Linked DNA regions of Mus musculus: all the other regions are linked to region 3. The links are chromatin contacts, called in public Hi-C and HiChIP or PLAC-seq maps. All regions are on one chromosome and are shown on one strand. The core of a region is the stretch at or near the end of the contact, and the rest is flanking DNA. Distances in the headings are between cores, read along the strand shown.

Evidence for each region. A called contact is a pair of places that touch in the nucleus more often than the background predicts. HiChIP or PLAC-seq counts read pairs in DNA pulled down with a chosen protein or histone mark.
Region 1: a contact with region 3 is called in a Hi-C map of liver, with 1.6 times the contacts expected there. The contact joins the enhancer-like site here to the promoter of Tspan33 in region 3. A contact is called at or near these places in 3 of 39 promoter capture datasets (liver and macrophages), 1 of 15 datasets of contacts at CTCF or cohesin (the NIH/3T3 cell line), 6 of 484 Hi-C or Micro-C datasets (the CH12 cell line and liver), 2 of 115 datasets of contacts at active chromatin or transcription factors (both in embryonic stem cells) and 4 of 9 other capture datasets (adipose tissue, embryonic stem cells, liver and 1 more).
Region 2: a contact with region 3 is called in an H3K27ac HiChIP or PLAC-seq map of embryonic stem cells, with 5 read pairs. The contact joins the enhancer-like site here to the promoter of Tspan33 in region 3. A contact is called at or near these places in 2 of 39 promoter capture datasets (HPC-7-derived erythroid cells and macrophages), 1 of 484 Hi-C or Micro-C datasets (8-cell embryo), 1 of 115 datasets of contacts at active chromatin or transcription factors (embryonic stem cells) and 3 of 9 other capture datasets (adipose tissue, embryonic stem cells and pancreatic islet).

What each region holds. Positions count from the first base shown.
Region 1 is chr6:29,659,331-29,662,509 of GRCm38.p6, reverse strand. No RefSeq gene overlaps it. Among named protein-coding and RNA genes, the nearest start is that of Gm30896, 15 kb to the left of the region's middle. Within about 2 kb of position 1,654, at least 19 of the 459 cell types and tissues checked have an H3K27ac peak or open chromatin away from gene starts, as enhancers often do. A contact at or near this core is called in liver and pancreatic islet, where this site is marked.
Region 2 is chr6:29,638,460-29,641,684 of GRCm38.p6, reverse strand. No RefSeq gene overlaps it. Among named protein-coding and RNA genes, the nearest start is that of Tnpo3, 30 kb to the right of the region's middle. Within about 2 kb of position 1,879, at least 16 of the 459 cell types and tissues checked have an H3K27ac peak or open chromatin away from gene starts, as enhancers often do. A contact at or near this core is called in embryonic stem cells, where this site is marked.
Region 3 is chr6:29,692,535-29,695,487 of GRCm38.p6, reverse strand. Tspan33 (tetraspanin 33) reads right to left here and starts at 1,274. Exons shown (of 8, transcript NM_146173.3): 1 at 944-1,274. The coding sequence starts at 1,045.

The sequences.
Region 1 (3,179 bases), core at 405-2,904, 33 kb after region 3:
ATTAATCCACTGACTCAGAGCTTCAGGAAATCACCTCACCCAAATGGAAGCAGCTGGCCTTAACATATGACCCTTCAGGGGACATTCCAGGTTCAAACCAGAGGAGAACAATTTCCTCCCATTCAATGGACCCTAGGGCCAGTGATTTAACAAGCAGAGGGCGTGTGAATTGGACCAATGGTCATGGTGTTCATGAATCGTCTAACAGACATGAGTGAGGAACGTAGCTCAGGCACTACCCACATCTATATTTTAATTGTTAGTCCAGCAGACCATGGTAGTTCACATCAGCACTTAGGCCATAAAAGAAAGAAGATCAGAAGTTCAAGGGCACACACCCTGGGCTACATAGGGAGTTGGAGGACAGACTGAGCTACAGGAGACCCTGACTCAAAATATAAAAGGAAACAAAATCAGTCTTCTAATAATTCTAAGGTACAAAGGTTTAGTGTATCCCGCACTTGCCGAGCATGCATGAAACCCTGGGTTTGAGCCCACTGTCACAGACAAAAATGTTTGTGATAACAATTCTCATGCCAAGCTAGGGTTGAGAGCTACCTGCTGGGCACGTGCATGGTGCTATTACTTTCCTGGGGCCACCTTCTCAGCTAAGTCTGCTATGAAATCAGTAAGCTTTGCCTTCCTGGAAATTTGCATACAGGTCACTTTTGGAGCTAGATAATGAAGTTCCATGGAAAGAAGGCTCACTCTTGCCTTGCTGGGCAAAAGGATGTTTACCGGGGTCCTTTTTAAAATAATCCCCCACAGCCCCATCCAGCAGAGGGATTCATTCTGGTTACAGGAGGGGCACAAGCCAGTTCAGAGTTTCCTTGTGGGGCTGGAAAACAGAAATTCTTCTGATTTTCCTTGTCCCTAAAGTAAAGCATTTAGAGGGGGGAAAGTACATTAAGAGAAAACTTGAGGGCTGGAGAGATAGCTCAGTGGTTAAGAGCACTGACTGCGGGGCTGGTGAGATGGCTCAGTGGGTAAGAGCACCCGACTGCTCTTCCAAAGGTCCAAAGTTCAAATCCCAGCAACCACATGGTGGCTCACAACCATCCGTAACGAGATTTGACTCCCTCTTCTGGAATGTCTGAAGACAGCTACAATGTACTTACATATAATAAATAAATAAATCTTTAAAAAAAAAAAAAAGAGCACTGACTGCTCTTCCAGAGGTCCTGAGTTCAAATCCCAGCCACCACAGGGTGGCTCACAACCATCTGTCATGGGATCCAACACACTATTCTGGTGTATATCAGAAGACAGCTGCAGTGTACTCATATAAATAATAAATAAATAAATAAATAAATATATAAAAAAAAAGAGTAAACTTGAAATTGCAGAGTCTTTGGTGCAGTGCTGGGCCAGGGGATGGGAGGTGGGGATGGGATTTTGTGAACTTGGGCCTGGGGCTGGAGAAAGGGGAGGGTGAAGGGAAGGGGAGGGGAGGGGAGAGGGAGGGGGAACAGAGCTTCCCTGTAGGTTCAGATTGTTGCTTCAGGTTGGCTGTTCCTACTGGAATTCACCTTTAGAAAGAGGCTTTCTTCCAGCGCTGTTAGTGAAGCGAAGCGAATGCAGAGTGTCTGTAAGGCCTTTCCTTTCCTTTCCGCATGGCTGGGAACTGCAGCGAGTTACTGAGTAACTGACTACGAAGTTAATGTGCCTCAAAGGCCTTTACAGGAGCAGCAGCAGTTTAAAAGCTCTAACGAGGCAGTTAGCCCAAGGCCAAAAACTGGGAGAACCTCGATCCTGGCCTAAAAGATGCCGCCGCAGGGCAGAGAGAAACCAGTCCAATGGATAGAATGCAGCGAGCAGATGAATGAGAAAAATAGGGGTGGGGGTTGGTACAACTTTTAACCTGCCTCCAGTTGCCTCCCTGTAATGGGACTGAGCTGCTGGTGACCCACTTGGACAGGATACAATCAACTTTGTCCCTCTAGTCTGGTATCTATCAGCACAGACTCCTTTCTTTCTTCCTTCCTTTCCTTCCTTCCTTCCTTCCTTTCTTTCTTTCTTTCTTTCTTTCTTTCTTTCTTTCTTTCTTTCTTTCTTTCTTTCTTTGAGACAGGGTGTATGTACCTTTGGCTGTCCTAAACTCACTATGTAGACCAGGCTGGCCTTGAACTCACAAAGATCTGCCTGCCTCTGCTTCCCAAGTGCTGGGACTAAAGGCATGTGCCACTATGTCATGTTATTGAAGAGGTCAGCTCAGCCATTAGAAAATTCCATCGGACATACACACACACACACACACACACACACACACACACACACACACTCACACACACCTTCCTGGAAGAGACAGGTCAGAGAGCACATAGGCCAGAAGGGAGATGTTGAGTAAGCCCCTACTACCTCATTCCCTAAAGACCAATCAGTTTAAAGCACTGATCCACCAATCATATTTTGCCTAGTTGCTGATGCTTTATTCTATCCCTGGAAACCATATAAAAACTTGCCAGAACTTGCCTCCTCTCCTTCAGGTGTGGGCTAACCCCAGTGCATTGGAACAATAAATTCCTCTTGCTTTTTGCATCGATTCTGGCTCTGCATCGTTCACTCAGGGGGTCCCGGGTAAGCTAAGGCTCTTCAGAGTCTTATATAAGCACAGAGTCTTAAACATAGAAGAGTATAAAAAAGAGAGACTATAATTCTCTAGTTCCTCTTATTTTCTGCATCAAACACATCCAGAGATACACTGCTAATTATGTCTCCTCTGAAAACATTCTCACTGAAGCCTTCCCTATTCTCCTGCTTCCGCTGGGAGTTTGGGGTGTCTCAGCTCAGCACTGAAACCCCTCTCTTCTGCACTGATTTGGCTCTATTCGGTGTATTTGCTCTCTTTCATGAGATACAGTCATTTCTTACCATGCTTTATATCTGCATGAGCTGTGAATGGCGCCATATTGGACACACAGGAATTAATACAGTTGCATCTGGTCTTCTTTTACAGGCTCACTTCCCCGTCCCCTCCGCTCCCACCATGTCTTCCTACTTACCGTTCCAGGAACTCAGCCTCCATATCTTCATATTTCACCTTCTCTTCCACTGTCCTTTTCTAGAATTCCTTCCTCCTGTTACTTTCAGACATGCTACTTCACCCTGGCCTCTCCATGGGCTGGCTGGAAGCTCTGGGAAGGCAGGACTGGGGACATTTTCCCCCTCCCTAACCTGAT
Region 2 (3,225 bases), core at 630-3,129, 54 kb after region 3:
ACTCCTGCACATCAGACAGGACAGATTGTAGGTCAAGGATTTTGTGGCTGAGTTGGTGTCACAAGCCCTCCATTGGAAGTCTTGTCTGGTTACAGGAAGTGGCTGTATCAGGCTTCATATCCCCATTGCTAGCAGTCTTAGCTAGGTCACCCACATAGATTCCTGGTGTTTCCATTGCCCTAGGTTTCTATCTTGTCCCAGAGATGACCCCCCCCCAACCCATTCCAGGTCTTCAGACCTGATCCCTCTTGTTCTCATTCCCACCCCCATCCAGCCCCCTCCTATCTCACAACTGCCCCCCCCAAGTCTATTCTATTTCTTCTTCTCATTGAGATTCATGCCCCCCCCCACCCCCTCCTTGTTACTTAGCTTTTTTGGGTCTGTGGTTTGCAGCATGCTTATCCTTTACTTTAAGTCTAATATCCATCTATAAGTATGTGCCACGTTTGTCTTTCTGGGTCTGGGCTACCTCAATCAGGATGATCTTTTCTAGTTCCATCCATTTGCCTGCAAAATGTCATTGTTCTTAATAGCTGAGTAATACTCCACTGTGTAAATGTACCACTGTTTATTTACCCATTCTTCAGTTGATTTTTTTTTTCCCTGAGACAGAGTTCCACTGTGTAACCCTGGCTGTCCTGGAACTAATTTTGTAGACGAAGCTGGCCTCAAACTCATAGAGATCCACCTGCTTCTGCCTTCCAAGTGTTGGGAATTAAAGGCATGTGCCACCACCATCTGGATCAGTTGAATTATTTTAATTAAAATTTGTTCTTTTCTGTGTATGGGTGTTTTGCCTGCATCTATTTGTGCACCATAGGCATTCAGTGCTCATGGAGGCCAGAATAGAGCAGTGGACACCAGCTGGGCTGGTGGTACAGCTTGTTAACTAGCTGGTGTGCTTAGCCAGCAAGCTGTCTCTCTCTCCAGGCCCTTGTTGTTTTTCTGCATTTAAAACTAAAAAGATGCTGGGGCAGTGGTGGCACACGCCTTTAATCCCAGTGCTTGGGAGGCAGAGGCAGGCAGATTTCTGAGTTTAAGGCCAGCCTGGTCTATAGAGTGAGTTCCAGGACAGCCAGGGCTATACTGTCTCAAAAAACCAAAAAATAAATACATAAAAAAACAAAAAACCTGAAAAGATACAGACCACATGAAGCTCAAGAAGAAGGATGACCAAAGTGTGGGTGCTTCAGTCCTTCTTAGAAGGAGAACAAAATACTCACGGGAGCAAATATGGAGACAAAGTGTGGAGCAGAGACTGAAGGAAAGGCCATCCAGAGACTGCTCCACCTGGGGATCCATCCCATATACAGTCAATAAATGCTGATACTATTGTGAATGCTAAGAAGTACATGCTGACAGGAGCCTGATATAGCTGTCTCCTGAGAGGCTCTGCCAGTACCTGATATATACGGAGAGGCTGATGCAGCCAACCATTGGACTGAGCGAGCGGTACCCAATAGAGGAGCTAGAGAAAGAACTGAAGGAGTTGAAGGGGTTTGCAACCCCACAGGAAGAACAACAATAGCAACCAACCAGTCCCCCAAGAGCTCTCAGGGACTAATCCATCAACAAAAGAGTACACGTGGCTCCAGCTGCATATATTACAGAGGATGGCCTTGTCATGCATTAGTGGGAGGAGAGGTCCTTTGTGGGGCAGTGGGCTGTGCACAGACAGCCTGGTCTGGTCGAGCAAAGGTCTGGAACCCTGGGGATCTCCACCTACATGGAACAGGTGTTCAATCATGTCTCCTGAACCCCTGGCACCTGTCGAAGTTACCACCCCCACAGCCCCCTGCAGGAGAGGTGTATGACTATCCATCACACAGATAAAGCCCCAAGCTCCTGGCATTCTGTCTAGACTCCACCCCGACAGTTACCTGACTATAGCCAGGTAGTCTCCTCCCCACAGTTACCTCACAACAGCAGGATAGCCCAGCCCACTATAATAGGGGCTGCTTGGCCCCTCCTCCTTTTAAGCTCTCACCTTTCTTACTCTTATCTCTAGCTCTCCTTCTCCCTCTCCCTCCCCTTCCCCTCCACAAGGCCCTCTTTCTACCTTCTCTCTTTATCTTTGCCTTTCTACAATAAAGCTCTAAAACCATAGACTGTCTCTGCTCGTCAAGTCAAAGCCTGCCATGCTTGAACGATGGGATAGGATTTCCCCCAACCACGTCTCTAACCTCCTGCCATAAGGCCTTCCTGCACTCCAGCCACAGACACGACCAAGGATTCTTGCCGGCGTGGGAACCACCCACTGCCCACTCTCTCCCTGACCTCTCCTCCCTTCGCCCCCCCCCTTCCCCCGCGGATGACCAAGCTGACCCTGGGGCCCCCATTTTGTTCTCAGGTCTTCTGCAGTGTCCAGCGGTGTCTGGGATGCCCGAGACTAAGAACTTGTTACCTAAGACTGCCCCTTGTCCACCCCCCACCACTGGCGAGCTGAGATTCCGCGGCTTCCTACAGCCAATCACCTACCTGGGCCGAGTAGGAAGCATGCCGCTGTCTTCCACATCCACCCGCCCAGAGGTGGCAGGATGCGGGTTTTCTCCCACTCCCTTTATTCCCCCACTCCCTCTGCCCTACGGTCCTTGGCCCTATAGAGGTTCGATAGATGCCCCAGTGTAGGGGAAATGAGGGTGGGGAAGTGGGAGTGGATGGGTGGAGGAACACTCTCATTGAAGCAGGGGGAGGGAGGATGGGATAGGGGGTGTCAGGGGTGGGGGTGGGAGTGACCAGGAAAGGGGATAACACTTGAAATGTAAATAAAGAAAATAGCCAGGGGCTGGAGAGATGACTCAGCAGTTAAGAGCACTGACTGCTCTTCCAAAGGTCCTGAGTTCAAATCCCAGCGATCACATGGTGGTTCACAACCATCCTTAAGGAGATCTGACTCCCTCTTCTGGGGTGTCTGAAGACAGCTACAGGGTACTTATATATAATAAGTAAATAAAGCTTAAAAAAAGAAAGAAAGAAAATATCCAATTAAAAAAACTGAAAAGATAAGATGAATATCAGTTAAGATTTAGTGGAACTCTTCCTACACAAGTTCACACATGTCTTTATTATATTCATACATGTCGTTCTGCTATGGAAACCTCCATTCTGTGTGTGTGTGTGGTTGTTGTTGTTGTTGTTTGAAACAGTAGCCCTGGCTGTCCTGGATCTCACTCTGGAGCAGGTTGGCCTCTAACTCACAGAGATCCGCTTGCTTATGCCTCCTGA
Region 3 (2,953 bases), core at 25-2,524:
CAGGACTCAGCTAGCATTCTCTAATGGGCTCCCCCTCCCCCTGAATTCTCAGCCCTCTCCTGCCATCCCCCAATACACTGCATTAGATTTTTGCTGGGAGGAAGGGCAGGCCTGTGGACTTGAACATATTTACCCAGATCAGTCAAATCAATAAGGATGGTAGAGAGGGGACGGAAATCCAGGTGTCAGGAGCTCGGGGTTAATATTGTTTACACTTTTCCACCCCAAACAAAAGATTCTGAAAGGAGCCATAGCTTCCAGCCCAACAACAACAACAACAACAACAACAAAATCCTATTTGAATCATCTGAAGCCTGTCAGCTCCAAGTAGAGAAGCTGGTCTTGAAGAAGGTAGGGCAAAGTTTAGGGCCATGCTGGGGTACACATCGGACCTGGAGACCATTCTTAACCCTTTTCAGCCCTGACAGGAGCAGACACCCGAGGCCTGCAAAAGGGACAGATATAGTCCCTTGACACAAGCCCCTGAGGAACTGGGGCGAAGGAAGGCTTGGGGTTTCTCTTCCTTCTCTCTCCCTCCACCCCCGCCCCGCGCCCCGTATGGCCAGTCGGGCCTTCCAGCCCCCAGGCCTGAAAGTCCCTAACCATGAAATATGCCCATGGGGCTGTCCAGCCAGCTCTTTCTTTCCCCAAACCCTTTTTATTTCATGGCCTGACACAGATCCTCATCCCTGCTAAAGCTTCATCCCTGGCAGCAAGGATGATTGCCCACCTCTTAACGTCCCCTTTTGACACGGCGCCACTGTGGTTTTCCTCCCCCGGAGAAATGCCCCCAAGTGTCACCAGCTCAGAAAACTACGAAGCACCACTCGACACGCTCCTGGGCACCGGGCAGCCCAGGCCAAACCTCCCAGCCTCAGGCAGCCCCCTCGGCGCTCCAGAGATGCCCGAGAGTCCGGGTGCCCCCTGACCCCCCGAATCTCACCCAGAAGAGCATGTTGAAGAAGAAGAGCAGGTATTTCACCAGCGGGCTGACGAAGGAGAACTCGTCCCCGTAGGCAGCCGGCACGCCAGGTCTCCGCGCCATGGTCCGCCGCTGCCCCCGGGGGGCCTATCTCCCAGCGGCCACCGGCCCACCTGTGCGCCCTGCAGCCCGGGGCGGGAGCCGCGGGGCCACGGGGACCCGAACGCCGGGGCAGCCGCGCCGCGCCGGGAGCCGCCCGAACCGTGCGTCGGGGAGCCGCGCGGCCAGGGAACGGCGCCGCCGCTGAAGCCGCGGCGGGCAGCGTGAGCAGCGGAGACTCCACCGCGGCCGCAGACCAGCTTGGCCCGCCCGGCTCTCAGGAAACCGGGCCCGCCCCCCGGACGGCCATTGGTGAGGCTGCCCGAGGCTGACTTCTCATTGGTCGGCGGCCCATGTCACTAAGCAGCCAGCCATCCCTCTCCTCCGAGAGGCGGGGGAGACACCTGTTCTGTGAGGGACAACTTGCTAAAGGGTCAGTGGTTCTGCTTCTGCCCGCCTAGACGGAAAGCCTGCAGGCTGCAGCTGCTTAAGGGAAAAAGAATGAGGAAAAGGAATGTTTCCTGCATCCCACACCCACGTCCTCTGCCCAGTTGCTGTGCACGCACGCAAACACACGTACGTTAAAATCAACAAGTACGCACTTTGTGTGTTGAGCAATTCGTTAAACGCTGTGGGAATAGAAAAGAAGGTTGATCCTCAGGGATCAAGACAATAAAATCAGAGTGACAAATGACAGGTACTAACAACCAGAAAGAGAAGAATAAATACCCCTGCTTAGCAATCAAATACTTTAAATGCTCGTTTTAAAAGCCTCATAACCTAACAGTGGAATTCTCAAACCATCCTTTTCTCTCATTACCGTCCAACCTCTCTATCCAAACCCTCTCAGAACGTTTGTTTACGTGGAGACACCGGTTTTTTGTTTTTAATTTTGTTTTGTTTTGTGTTTGGCATGTTAATAGGATATGCACAGATTGACTCCCAAGTACAATGTGGTGTACATTGTACTAGCTACACAAGTACGATTTTAACCTGGGGAGGAGTCTGATTTTGCCATCAATAGCGTGATTCCCCAAGCTACACTTTTTGTAACGTTGAGTGGGAAAACTGCAGCGTAAGGCATTGATCAAATAAGAATCTGTTAGTGCATGCAAATGACTTACACGGAGATGGCTGATAAGGGGGCTCACTAAAATGTGGTACTTTCACTCCTTTAAAAGATTCTTTTAAAATGTGTGTGTGTGTGAGTGTGTGTGTGTGTGTGTGTGTGTGTGTGTGTACCACTGTGCACACAGGTGCTGATGGAAGCCAGAAAAGGATGTCAGATCCCCAGGAACTGGAGTTACCGGGATTTGTGAGCTCCTTAAGTCAGTGCTGGGAACTGAACTTTGGTCCTCTGTAAGAGCAACAAGTGCTCTTAATAACTGAGCCATATCTCTAGCCCTGGTATTTTGTTTCAATAGGATTCAAAATCCAGTGTGGAAATACAATAACTGCATGAATAACTATTATGTAATTGGAAGAAGTTGAGCACCAGAAGGTGTCATGGCGGGAGAAACGAGGAGGATGAGATTTTAGAGACAGTGGGGACGTGAAATCCAGGTGGACACAAAAAGGTGTGTCGAAGCTTGGACAGATAAAAGCAAACCGCGTGTTGTGTGGAAACTAAGCCTATCACTTTTCCCGGCTTGGTGCAGCGGTGCCTGAGAATGCAGTATGTGTTCAACTGAATGGAGGCTGTAGAAGGACTTGAGATCAGATTACTGAGTTTGTGTTGAATTGATTTGGAAATAAGAGTTTTAGAGAAGGAAATGGGGTAAGATCGCTGTTTTCAGAGAGAGTTGGAAAGAGGCTGGAGAAAGTTTAATGGCAGCACTTAGGAGGAAGGGGCAGATGAATCTCTGGGAGTTCGAGGTAAACCTGGTCTACATTTGAGTTCTAAATCAGCCAGGGGCACACAATGAGATCCTA